Linked DNA regions of Mus musculus: region 1 is linked to region 2. The links are chromatin contacts, called in public HiChIP or PLAC-seq maps. All regions are on one chromosome and are shown on one strand. Each heading gives the region's core, a stretch centred on a gene start, on an enhancer-like site or on the middle of the called end of the contact. The rest is flanking DNA. Distances are from core to core; before and after follow the strand shown.

Region 1 (6,804 bases), core at 4,219-6,718, 390 kb before region 2:
AATGACTGGCCCTTTCCCTCACAAATGGCTACCTCAGTGTAGTGGAGGGTCCAGAGTTCTTGCTTGTCCAGTTTGAATGCCTTCCCCTTGCCCAAACCATGCTGAGTCTAAGGACTAGGGATTAAAGAATAAACAAGAGTTCAGCTCACATTTCAGATCTGGCAGTCCCTCTACTGCGAACCCTGAACCAGCTAATCTTTCTGGACATTCTTGAATTTCTTGAATAAGATGCAACAAAGCCATCGCCTCTCCCCCTCCTCTCACCTCAACCAAATGCCTGGACTTACGGAAGCAACTTCCTAGTCAAGTGAAAGAGGAGACCAGGTATTTCTTCAACCCCAGGACAGAGGATGAAGGGAACATCCACTGTTCATTAGCAGCATGTGAAGCAAAAACAGTTGCATGATGCAGAAAAGCTGTAGATTCTCAGGGTCTTTGAGCAAAGCAACAGCCAGCACTTGTTGCCTCGCCCCTTGAGCACAAAGCAAAGTGAAGGCAGCAGCTTCTACTTGAGTGTGAGAGGAGGCCAGGTGTATTGAGATTTGATCCCTGTGGCTACTGGTGGGCTGTGGAATCCCAGGTCCTAGGGTTTCTCTACTGTAATGTAGGAACAGTAATAGCCCACTGTACAGGGATTCCAGGAGAATGGGAGATCTGTGGCAAAACCACGCCTCTGCTAGAGCACAAGGCAAACCATAATCATCTGCTGCAAAGCAGCCCCAGTATCCCCACACCTGGGACGAAGACAAAAACACATTTTTAGAATATTTCTGTGTCGTTAAAAGAACCCCAAATCCCAGAATTGTCATTACAATCAAGTTCATTCATTTACTTGTTTGAGGGCCACAAATGGACTTTGCAAACCTTACAACTTGTGACCTACGGGGTTGCGAAGCATTTCCAGAGGAGGCTGAGATTCCTAGGACCAGGTGAAGGGCCCAGCACTTGTTGCTTCTGAATAAGCTCAAGAGCAAAGTTTGGAGCTGTGACAAAAAGATGGGCCATCTAGAGACTGCCATATCCGGAGATCCATCCCATAATCAGCTTCCAAACGCTGACACCATTGCATACACTAGCAAGATTTTGCTGAAAGGACCCAGATAGAGCTGTCTCTTGTGAGACTATGCCGGGGCCTAGCAAACACAGAAGTGGATGCTCACAGTCAGCTATTGGATGGATCACAGGGCCCCCAATGGAGGAGCTAGAGAAAGTACCCAAGGAGCTGAAGGGATCTGCAATCCTATAGGTGGAACAACAATATGAACTAACCAGTACCCCCTGGAGCTCGTGTCTCTAGCTGCATATGAATCAGAAAATGGCCTAGTCGGCCATCAGTGGAAACAGAGGCCCACTAGTCGTGCAAACTTTATATGCCTCAGTACAGGGGAACAACAGGGCCAAGAAGTGGGAGTGGATGGGTGGGGAAGTGGGTGGGGGAGCGTGTGGGGGCCTTTTGGGATAGCATTGGAAATGTAAATGAAATAAATACCCAATTAAAAAAGAAAAAAAAAGAGCTAATGGGCCTCATTGTTGACTGTTTCTGCAGATGCTTGTGCATATGAAAGAGTGGAGATAAACGTCAAATAACCTTATGTGTGTGAGATTTAGGTTCTTCCCTGAGTCCTGGCTGCCTCAGAACAAGTAAAATATGTTCAAAGGCGATGCCTGGGCCACCCCTTCCTGCTCCTCACTCTGACCACATCGAAGTTGCCAGTCAACACACTGACCTTCTGCTAATATAAATACAAGGAGAGGTTCAAACAGTCCAGACTCCCTCATTCTTGTAGCTTCAGACTGAGAAACTTTGTGAGTGGCTGTGGACTGGTGTCTCTCATGGCTTTCTCCTCACGGGACAGTTGTTCTTGAGGCCACACAAGGGGCGATCTCTGGGGACTCAACTACTTGCAAGTCAATCATGAAGTTGAGGGATGTAGGTATGTGTTTCATCTCTATAGGTTCATGAGGGGGGCTACAGTAGAGAACAGAGTACCTGCCCCATATGGTGTAGAAAAGATCTTTATGAGATTGGAGGGGAGGGGCTTGTTTGTGGGCCTGTAACATACATTCCGCTGACTAGCCTTTCATGTTTCTCTCTACTGCTGCCCTGTCCCTTGTACCCCAATGGTCTGTAACATGCCCTGTCGCTCATCAGCTGTGCATTCCTGCGGGGACTGAGTTCATTTATTCACCCCTGCTTTCTTGGTTCACCAAGCTTTGCACAGCGATTGCCCACTTGGGTGGGTTGTGTCACGTTGATGACCACTTTTGATCTTCGACCTCAACTTCTTGACTACCTTGAACACAGTAGGTATCCAGTGAATACCCTTAAAGGAATAAATATAGGTAGGGTTGTAGGTGCTTCAACATAATGACTACCAGGCTAGTAAATCCCGACTGTTTAACCATGGTACAAGGAGTCATGATGCTGCTACTACACAGATGAAGAAACTGAGCTAATATAAAGGCAGTGCTCAGCCACTGCCCTCTCAGTAACAACTGAATGTGGACAGAGGAATAGTGGGATAATGATAATGCTCTTGCTGTCCACAGTCAGGCAGCACCCCAACACCACCCCAGAGCTTGAACACAGGCCTGAGTGGCTCCCATCAGCCTGTCTCGCCAAGCAGCACCTGTCTTGTAAAAGCAGAAACTGGAGGCCTCTGGATGGTGACCATTGTCATCAGGGTAGCACATAGGCACACTAAAAACACAGACTTCTTGCCAAGTCTCACACAACGACAACTTCACTGGTGAGGTGCAAATCTTAAAGCTACTGTGAAATGTTTCAGGGAGCCGCATCCCACAGCTGCCCGCCATGTTGAGTTTAATAGCGTGGAAATGTCTCATGCACCATGAGGCAGGGGCAGTCTTCACTCACCTCTTTGCTCTATCCTTCTCATCTTCGTCCATTAGAGTTTCTATGCAGTCTTGCCTGCTAAATAAAACAGAAAAAGGAATCTGATGATAGTGGTCTGCTTCTAGATCTTTCTTACAGGTTTTGATGGTTGTCACTATGTTGGTCTTATCTAACATGCACACCTCAACCCAGTGATTCTTGACCTTACAGGTCACAGCAGCCTGCTGTGTGCCCAAAATGCACTGAGGATTCCAAAGTTCTTGTCCATGTGAGTTTAAGCAGACTTGTTTGGATTCAAGCATCCATGCCATTAGGGATCAGGTACAGGCATGTCTAACCTAACAGGGCAGCACACTGTTGGAACAACACGCTTTGGGACCACACAACCAAATGAAACTGCAATAAATTCTTAGGATCGTGCTGGGGAGATGGCTCAAGTGTTTATTATGCAAGTGTGAGGATCTGAGTTTGGGATCTAGCATTCAAGAATATGGTAGTGTGTCTCTAAACCCAACACTGGGGAGCACAGGGAAGTGGATAGGGACTCATTGGATAGCCAGTCTAGCTGAGACACCGAGCTCCAGGTTCACTGAAGGAACTTATGGTGGCAGGAAGGGGGATAACAATAGAGGAAAGCTGTATCAACCTCTGTCCTCCAGATGTGCCTAATAGGCACATACACCCACCCACACATGTGCACCTACATAACACACACACGCCTCATAATGTTTCAAGTATTTTTACGACTTTTGTTTTAGACCACATTGACAGATGCCTGTGAGTTGAAAGGTATTATCAGAGTGATGTTGAAGTAGCTTCTTGAAAAATCCATTGTAGTCTTGGAGAATGAGTCTTTTTAAAAAAATTTTTTTAATAAAGCAAACAATCATTATTTTTCAAAACTAGATCTAGGTGTTTCCTGGTCACATGTTGAGAATTGTCCCAGGGTCCCTTCCCAATGAAACTGTGTCTCCATCTCAAACTGGATACTAGCAAGCTGCTCTTGCTGGATGCTCATGATGTCCTAGGGATGCTGCACTTGGCTTGGTTCATCCCAAGATACAAACCCTCTCTCTATATGTGACCAGGAGGACTCAGCCCCACAGAAGTGTGATCCATAGTCCTTCCTTAAAGCTCATGGATGAAGAAGATTACTCAATAGTCCAGGAATGTTCATGTATTTCCCAAGTCCCCAGGACCTAACTCACCCCAGCCTCACCCTCATCTTGTGTTCCTCACCAGACTTTTAAACTCCATACTTGGCAGATGTACCAGCAACTACTCTGCGTCTTTGAAGTTTTACATAAAATTTTTACTGAGGTGGCTTTCATCTCGTGATCTTGCTTGCCGACATGTACCAGTACATACCTGACCCAGAGCAAAGGAAAGAAACTCTGTAGCAATGGGCTTATCCCCATGGCCCTTTTGGGCGGATTTAGGGGTAGATCCATGGGGACTCCATTTATCATCTGATGTTTGTATCACATTAACACAGGCTTCACGCCTGCATGTGTGTGCATTAGACACTCTCCAGATAGAATCTCCTCAACACTTGATGGTGAAAGATACTGGGGGAAATTCATTCAGTGATGTCCTACCCGGGTTCTGTCCTGCCAAGGGCAATGGCAGTGGGGAGTGTCCAGGGTAGGATTGTAGGTCCACTAACTGTATCTACAGAACTCCTGTATCTATGGGAGGGATGAGACACTTAGGGTACTAGATCCTAACTGCATGATACACCACAAACTAGGCATCCAATGGTGACTAACAGCTGTTCTTTTTCTGAGCTTATAGTCCTTTGAATTCACAGAGCTCCAGTGACTTGCGCTCATTTCTTCTCTCACTTCTCTCTCCCAAGTCCTTGCTAGCAGTTCTCTGGTTGGTGAAACCTGCTAGTCAAACTACTCCCCTTAAAAATGCAACATCTGCCCAGGGATCCCAGTGGGCCTCCTATTCCCAAGGCTTTGTCATCTCTGTCACTTCCCATGCCTCTCCTACATATTACTTTCTTACTATAAAAACTGCAGTGAAGTACACGTAGTGAATCATGGCATTGTGAGTATTTGTGAGTGAATTGTAGTGCAACCACCTCCACCATCCATCAGCAGAACTCCAATCCTCCTCAAAACTAACGCTGAAAACTAATGGCCATGCTCATGTCAACTGCACACATTCACTCATGGGTACTTGGAGAGGAAGATACAGAGGTCAAGTGGCCTCCTCTAGCATTGTGCTGTCACTATGACTCATCCTGTGGATGAGTGCATTAATAATAAGGCTACAGTCCTTATTAACTTGTCTTTAATTGCTTTATTTAGTCCCACTCTCTGGTCCCTTCACCGTGTGTGTGTGTGTGTGTGTGTGTGTGTGTGTGTGTGTGTGTGTATGCACCACAGTGCACATGTGGAAGTCAGAGCACAAATTTCAGGAGTTGGTTCTTTCCTTCAACTATGTGAGTCTTGGGATAGAATATAGGTTGTCGGATTTGGTAACAAGAGCCATTACTCAGTAAGCCTAATGAACTTACTTTTAACGTCAACACACTGGCATCAACACCCCTGAATGTATGCTCAGTGGTGGGCTGGCTAGATGCCTGGGTACTTCCTGTTCTAATTTTTTGAGGAAGAGCCACACTGCTTCCTGTGTTAGCACAAAGCCTTCTTTCCCCAACATCTGCTTCCACACTTGCCATCTTCTGGTTTTTGACCACGATCTTACCTGGATTGAAGGGCTAAGGGGCTATCTCATACTTTCAGACCATGTTTCTCTAATGATCAGTGACATTCAACATTCTTCCCAATACCTCCCAATCAGCCATTTGCCCTCCTTAAGTCTGGGAAGGACATTATCTTAAGTGGCATAAACCAGACTCAGAAAGAAGAGCATATGAGACCAGTCATATGTGGGAACTAAAATAGTAAATGTCGGAGCAGCAGCAAGGGGCGGGTTCTGTCCTACATCTCAGGGAAAGGCAGTCAGCCGTCCAGCTGGAACCCTGGCTCTGCCTCTGCTAATGTGATCTCACACACAGCTCGTGTGAAGAAGCTCCAGCCCTACTTTCCCATCTGCGAAGTGGAGACAGCAGCAGGGCCTCCCTTTCTGTGCTTAGTAGGTGAGATTAGCAAATCCACAAGAAATCCCAGCATAGTCCCTGGCACAAACAAACCATTAAAACTCCAGTCACTATTACTCCCAGTATCAGCAATGATCTTAGAGGGTTAGCAGTGGGAGGTGGTGCCATGGGTGAGGGGGTCCTTGGGAGAAGGATTATCATCGTCACCTATTAATGGTGTGTGTGTGTATACACATGGAAGGGAGCTTCTGTTAATGATAGCAGGGACCCAGGGACGCATCATAGGATGTTTCAAGGCTGGGAAGAAGTGAAAGATGAAATGGAACTCGTGGGAATGCAATAAACAGAGGAGGAAATGACAGAATACATGTTTTACACAGCAAGGCTCCAAATAACATTTATATGACCCAGGTGAAACTTCTGCCCTGAGGACTCTGGAACATTCTTTCGTTCAGTCACTTATTTATTACCCAGTGGATTAGAACTTTGGCTCTGAGTCATTGGGGACTGGAAAAGGAGAGAGGGTGACAGTTTTCTGGTGCTACACACATTTGCCTTTGGAGCACACAGTGAGGCAGACAGGTGACAGGGTCTGCCTGGGGCTAGCAGCTGACAGCTGGGTCTCCAGATGAGACCAAATGCAATGTATGTGGAAATGAGGTAAGACACTAGGAAAATTAAAGAGATGTAGAGTCCTTGAATTAGGTAGCTAGTTAGGTAGCTAGTTAGATATAACCAGGGACCAAGGCACCGGGCTCTGATTGGTGATCAAAAGAATGGTGCCTCAAAGTACCTCAGGCCCTGGGTGAGCTCATGAGAGTCCGGACTGCTCAGAAAGTCATTAGATTATTAATTAGCCTGTGGCTTTATGGTA
Region 2 (6,728 bases), core at 875-3,374:
GATCTTACCCTGTAGTGGTCCCTTACAAATTCAAAATGCCTCTTAGATAACACATACACACACAGAGAGAGAGAGAGAGAGAAAGAGAGAGAGAGAGAGAGAGCACACATCACGGTCAGTAAGGGTTTCTGAACAGTAATCTATACGGTTACTGGCAGAGCTCCTCTTACCCATCCATTCCCCTCAGCTCTTCCTCTTCAGCCCCCCTGCTTCCCCACACATACCATGACTGTGCTCATGTGCACACACACACATGCACACGCTCTCCATGCCTCACATTTGACCCAGCTAAGGCTTTCTTGAGTGTCCCCATTGGACCTTGCTGCCACTCACCCAGTCAAGACTCAGCAGCTATGGAGCGAATGGTCCTGCTGGCCTTCAGAGTCATGGAAGATGGAGGAGGGCTTGGGTCCAGGACTGCTCATTTCAGGGATGTTCTCTTCATTGTGAAGTAGTTCCGTATGTGGCCTCTTCACTCAGAACCCCAGTGTACCCATCCTTTCAGTTGATCGGATCAGTCTTCTAGAATAACCACAGGAATCGGGTGGACATCTGTTCTCCTGGGCGCCTGTCCCTGCCTGTCTTTTAAACTCAGCAGGGCTGTGCAGGGAGGGTGTGGAAGAGGCATACGAAGTGGCAGGAGATGGTGTTTGTCACTGTAGAGATGGGAAGAAGTCAAGAGAAGGGGGCTTCAGGGTCTCCTGCTGCTTTATAACCACAATCCCTCTGCCTCCTCCATCCCTCTCATTTACAGCCAACTGGGAAGATGCTTTCGGACAGCCGTCCTGATCAGCCCCCGGTTTATCTGGAGCGGCTGGAGCTCATTAGAAACACCTGCAAGGAGGAGGCTCTGCGGAACCTCTCACACACCGAGGTCTCGAAGTTCGTCCTGGATCGAATATTTGTCTGTGACAAGCACAAGATTCTTTTCTGTCAGACTCCCAAGGTGGGCAACACCCAGTGGAAGAAAGTGCTGATCGTCCTAAATGGTATGTGTGGCGTGGGGGGCGGGGGGACCTCTGTGATGGGAGAGGGGTTGAGGCTGGCACTGAAGGATGGGGTGGCTTCTTCTGAAAAGACCCACAACCTTTCTGAAGGTTCTCTGTGTTGTTTTCCACACTCCAGTTAGGCTGTAAAAATTGGAGGGGTTAACTTATTGGTTCTGTCTTTACAGTGCTGGGCACAAAACCCAGGGCCGTATGCTTGCGAGGCAGGCTATCTACCATTGAGCTGTGGTCCCATTGGTGGCTCTAACTAAGATGTTTCGGTCAGAACCAAGGGCAGGATTTCCTGGGTTTTCACAGACATGGCTGGCCATCCTCATTCAGCTTGTCCACTCCCATCAGTCTTTCCTCTTTTCCATGGTACATGCTAAGTCTGTCTTGGGTACTGCCAGGCTCCCATATTCCTGAAATACCCTAATTTCAAAGAACCCATAGCCAGAGCCTAGGAGGAGACTCTTGCCTCCTGGACCTCGGGCAGCTTCACTTGTAGACCGAGACTTTCTCTGCTGGCTGGAAAGAGAGAAACTACACCTTGTGTTCTGCCTTAGACATAAAGCATTCAGTTAGCTTGTTTCGGACAAATCTGATGTTTACTGGGGAAATGAATTAAATTGTGGAAACATGAGTTCATACACTGTAGTTCTGATTACCCACTGCTCTGCTTAGACACCAGGTTTGTTTCAATTCCAATTAGTCTAAACTGGCCTAAAATTATCATAGGGTGTCTGTTAAAACTTAGCTCCAACTGACTGAGTTCCAGCAAGCAGAAGTCACACCCTGGGTACCGTGGGACAGGTTCCTGGGGTTCAGCATTGTGCCCACAGCTCCCACACCCACTCCTGGCATTACTGGCCAGTGCCAGCTGCCTTTTGCACTTTGTAAAGGTCAGTCTCAGGGCAAAAAGGATAAGGCCTTGCCTCCTGGATACATCCACGGTATGAAGTTAATGTGTCCCAGGAATAATATGCCAGCATGTTGGATTTCTGAATGGGAGATCAAGAGTATAAGGTAAATTGGAAACAAAGAATACACAGAGAGGCTCACATAGGGGCCATGGCAGTGGGAAGCATCATAACTCACTCACAAGGGTGGGAGGAAATAGAAGAAGGCTACATGAAATATGTGTGTCAACACAACCTGCTGGTGTAGCTTCCCTGACAGTTCTGGGACTCACAAGCACAGCGCAAACTTCCTGTGTATGTCAGAATCACCTGTTTTAATCAGTTACAGTACATTTTCAGTTATAATTTTTTTTTAAATTGAAAACAAAGAACTCCCTCCTGCCCCCTTGACATTGACACCCACAACATGGTCAGTGAGAAGAAAAATTAAACTTATTTTAAGAAAGCCTTTATCATCCATCTCACTGCGTTGTCTAGTAGGAAAAGTCAGCTTGTTGGTTTGTATAACCATGTGAAGTCATGCAATGCTACTTCCTAAAACAGAGAAGAAAAAAACCTAAAGCTAAATGTGTAGGCATGGGCTGGCCAGGCCATGTAAAGCAGGGAGGTCTTCGTGGCCATCCTCAGCTGACCTCCCAGTATGCTTGGACGGTGAGTGGAGTGGACCCAGGCACAAGTCCAAACCACCGGCTCTTCCATTCTCTCCTTGTGTAAACTGACGGCATGTCTGCTCCTCGGGAAGGTTAAGGGGGAGGTTTTATGATGGATGTGAGAGAGAACAGCCACAGGCATCTGGGAGGATCCAGAGCAGAGAGAGAAAGCCAGCAGACTGGACCTGGCTGTGGAAGAGGCAGGGGAAGAGAGAGGTAGTGGTGGAAGAGGCCGGGTGGGGGGGGGGGGCAAAGAGAAGACAAAGCGAGAGCATGTTGAAGAAATGACAGGATTATAAGGAGCATGAGGAGCTGTGGGGGAGGGGTAGAGGAGCAGAGACTGAGCTGGGAGCACTTTAGGTCAGGAGGAGGCAAGAAGAGCCAGGATCCTAGCATTAGACCCTGAGATATACAACAGGTTCTTGTGACACTGTGGGAGCCCCGGGGGCATCTTGTGCTTTGCTATGCTAAGAGATCTTCCTGAAGCGCATCACAAATAACTATTTGTTCCCTTGGCCAGTGAAGAGAGCAATGGCTCCTTTCGGAATGGGGAACCGGCTTTACAAGTTCTCAAGGAGCGCTGGCTTTTATTTTTCCAACCGCCAGAATTTGGGGGAATTGAGTCTCCTCAGGGTCTGACACCCCTCATCATGGTCAAATGTGCCAACTACATAGGGCTCTGGAACAGGGCATAAGTGGTTGGAAGAAGACGAATGAATGAGGGGAGGCTGTGCCTCTCGTATGGGTGGCTCGAGAGAGCTTTTTCCTTATGGGGACAGCACTGGGTCAGGATAAGGCCAGATGCTATAGCTCACAGAAGCTAAGGAAACCCTTCAGGCTCCTATCACCCTTTGTCTCCATTGAGAAAAGAAAAGTCTCCGCCTCCCCTATCCTCTACAGAAACCTGGCCCCACTTCTCAGCCATGTCCTCCCTGCTTCTGGTGCCAGCTAGGTGTTTCCATCAAGTGTTGCATGTAGCCTTTGCTGGATTGTGCTACCAGCCCCTACCCGCTTCCCTTGAATCCATGGATTAAAGACACACAGGCAGTTGTTCTGTTTCAACTGGCCTTTTGACACAATTACTGGACGCTACTTTTCTCCCACCTGGAGAAGTGTGCCCTTTATCAATATTCTTATCTCCACACCTCTCTACCTGCCCTAAACTTTAGTTGCTCAGTTACATCAAGTCTCAGCTAAACATCCCCGGCCCCTGCCTGTATGGCCACTCCACCGGAGATCTCCCTCAAAAGCATGGCACACTGCCTCTCCTCTCCTTGTGGTCTCTCTCTCTCTCTCTCTCTCTCTCTCTCTCTCTCTCTCTCTCTCTCTCTCCCTCTCTCTCTCTCCCCTTGCCTCCAGAAGTCCCACCTATCCCTCCCGTCCAGCAATTGGCCCATGGCTTCTTTACTGACAGACCAAGAACCAACTGGGGAGCAGGACCTTAGCATCAGAACTGCAGAACCTTTGTCATTTGCCGTGTGGGTTGCCATGAGGTTTGTGAGACACTGATGCTCTGGAAGTCCTGTGCTGTAAGAGCACAGTCTGCCATGGAGATGAGGGGCATAGCTGGATACGTACGTGCTCCATGCCATGTCCCTCCAGCATCTCCTGCCATCTCAGAGATCAGATAGAAAGAGCAATACCAGCTTTAGGAAGATTTAGCCTCCTAGGTACATCAACAGGGCCGTGGGGGTCAATATTCTTTTTGTTTCCTTCCCTTTCCCAACAGAAACTTCTTTCCTTCAGTCAGCTGCTGGATAGAAGAACGGCTCTCCATTATGTTACTGCCTCCAGCAGGACAGCTGGAGTTCAGGAGTGTACACATGGACATTGGTTGTGGGCTTCTCCTGTGTGCTATGGAGCTTGTGGGGCCTGGGATGACACTGATGGCACCTGTAAGGGTCAGACTGAAGTAACCCATGCACCCTTTCCTCTTGTTCCCCCCAGGAGCATTTTCTTCCATTGAAGAGATTCCTGAAAATGTAGTCCATGACCATGAGAAAAATGGCCTTCCACGCCTCTCTTCCTTCAGCAAAATAGGAATTCAGAAGCGGTAAGGGCAACTTCTTCAGAGGGGAAGGGGAAGGGTGATTTTTCAGCAAAACCCCAGGCTCAGTCCATACTTGCTGTGTGGTCCACAGGGCTCCAGATTCAGTCTGTACTTACTGTGTGGTCCACAGGGCTCCAGGCTCAGTCTGCACTTGCTGTGTGATCCACAGGGCCCCAGGTTCAGTCTGCACTTGCTGTGTGGTCCACAGGGCTCCAGGCTCAGTCTGTACTTGCTGTGTGGTCCACAGGGCTCCAGGCTCAGTCTGTACTTGCTGTGTGATTCACAGGGCTCCAGGCTCAGTCTGTACTTGCTGTGTGATTCACAGGGCCCCAGGTTCAGTCTGCACTTGCTGTGTGGTCCACAGGGCTCCAGGCTCAGTCTGCACTTGCTGTGTGGTCCACAGGGCTCCAGGCTCAGTCTTTCCTTGCTATGTGATCCACAGGGCTCCAGGCTCAGTTTGTGCTTGCTGTGTGATGCACAGGGCCCCAGGCTCAGTCTGCACTTGCTGTGTGATCCACAGGGCCCCAGGCTCAGTCTGTCCTTGCTGTGTGATCCACAGGGCTCCAGGATCAGTCTGTCCTTGCTGTGTGATCCACAGGTCTCCAGGCTCAGTCTGCACTTGCTGTGTGGTCCACAGGGCTCCAGGCTCAGTTTGTGCTTGCTGTGTGATGCACAGGGCCGTGGGGACCATGGGGCCCACTGTTTTGTGTTGGCATGCAGCAGCCAACAGTGTTCTTAGTGTCCTGTTCACTGCATATCTCAGCCTCCTGAGAACTTCAGAATCCCTTTCCCAACTCGTCACAAAGGCCATTAAAGTGTGCATCCGATTATTGCCAGAAGTGGGTAGCACTTTGTGTTTCAGTTTTGTTAAGTTCTTATGGATTCCTTACTAAATAGGATCATTTCTCCATTATATATATATATATATATATATATATATATATATATATATATAAAAGTGCTGTACACTTTGCCAGGGTACCATGCCCACGTCTGCATGTACTTCCCACTGGGGTAGTAGTGTGTTCAGGTCCATCACAGAAGACAAGCCCCTTAGACAATGGCAGTATAGTCAGCAGCGGATGAGAGGCAAAGTTCTCCCTTTTAGCTGTAAGGTGGCTTTACAGAGCCAGACTGAAGGGGTCAGAATACAAGAACTGCCCCTCAGTGTCAGGTCCAGCCTGGGCTTGGCCCTCCTTGCTTCTCAGCCCTTTGTTCTTTGTTGCTTCTGGCCTTGGGTAACTCAGTCTTCACAACTCTACAAACTTAGGCCAGAAATTGTCCTAGGTGTGGCCTGGGCTCTAAGGGAATCTTCATGGGGCTTGGTGAGACTGCATAAATTAAGACAGGCAGCTCATGGACAACAAAGAGCTTCTGGCTTTCAGGTAAGTGCGCCATGGGGGTAGCGTTGCCACAGACACTGCTATCTCTGTTGCCCCTGCCACACCACCACAGGCCCTTAGAGCCCGTGCCCCTACTGTGCTGCTGCTTGCCTGGGGCATCTTCCTATGGGAACTGTGTGGCCTGGATCCAACTCTTCCCTTTCATTTTTATAACCCCTGAGAGTTTGGGCTGGAATCTTTAAAGCTATGCCCATAAAATAAGCCTCCAGCCTCATTAAATACGGACTCACACTTCCAGCCCTAAAGATTTCCTGCCCAGGAACCAAACTCGTAAAAGGTTTTGAAGTTTCCAATCAGCCAAGTAAAACAAACCTTTGATTCAACAGTTTCACATCAACCTCAGAGGCTTCCTGGTTTGCTAAGCCTCTGTTTCCTCACCTGTAGAATGGGTTGGTAGCAAAGTTCAGTGCATCGTACTCAGAGTGCACTGTGCACTTGAGACATACTCCGCAGGGCCTAGCCTGGTGTGACTCTCTCTCCTACCCTCTTATCTATTACCTCTTGGAGCATTTGCCTCATCTCTGACCTTATTTTTTCTTCCTCAGATTGAAAACATACTTCAAGTTTTTTATTGTGAGAGATCCCTTTGAAAGACTGATTTCTGCCTTTAAGGATAAGTTTGTTCACAATCCTCGATTCGAGCCTTGGTACAGGCATGAGATAGCCCCAGGCATTATTAGAAAGTACCGGAAGAACCGGACAGAGACCCGGGGGATCCA

What was found. HiChIP or PLAC-seq counts read pairs in DNA pulled down with a chosen protein or histone mark.
Region 1: a contact with region 2 is called in an H3K27ac HiChIP or PLAC-seq map of double positive thymocytes, with 2.1 times the contacts expected there. The contact joins two enhancer-like sites. A contact is called at or near these places in 1 of 484 Hi-C or Micro-C datasets (nephron progenitors) and 1 of 115 datasets of contacts at active chromatin or transcription factors (double positive thymocytes).

What each region holds. Positions count from the first base shown.
Region 1 is chr1:39,259,450-39,266,253 of GRCm38.p6, reverse strand. It overlaps Npas2 (neuronal PAS domain protein 2), which reads right to left. Exons shown (of 21, transcript NM_008719.2): 2 at 2,879-2,935. The coding sequence starts at 2,910. Among named protein-coding and RNA genes, the nearest start is that of Npas2, 69 kb to the right of the region's middle. Within about 2 kb of position 5,468, at least 17 of the 459 cell types and tissues checked have an H3K27ac peak or open chromatin away from gene starts, as enhancers often do. A contact at or near this core is called in double positive thymocytes, where this site is marked.
Region 2 is chr1:38,865,862-38,872,589 of GRCm38.p6, reverse strand. It overlaps Chst10 (carbohydrate sulfotransferase 10), which reads left to right. Exons shown (of 7, transcript NM_145142.2): 5 at 755-989; 6 at 4,504-4,609; 7 at 6,555-6,728. Among named protein-coding and RNA genes, the nearest start is that of Gm51581, 27 kb to the left of the region's middle. Within about 2 kb of position 2,124, at least 7 of the 459 cell types and tissues checked have an H3K27ac peak or open chromatin away from gene starts, as enhancers often do. A contact at or near this core is called in double positive thymocytes, where this site is marked.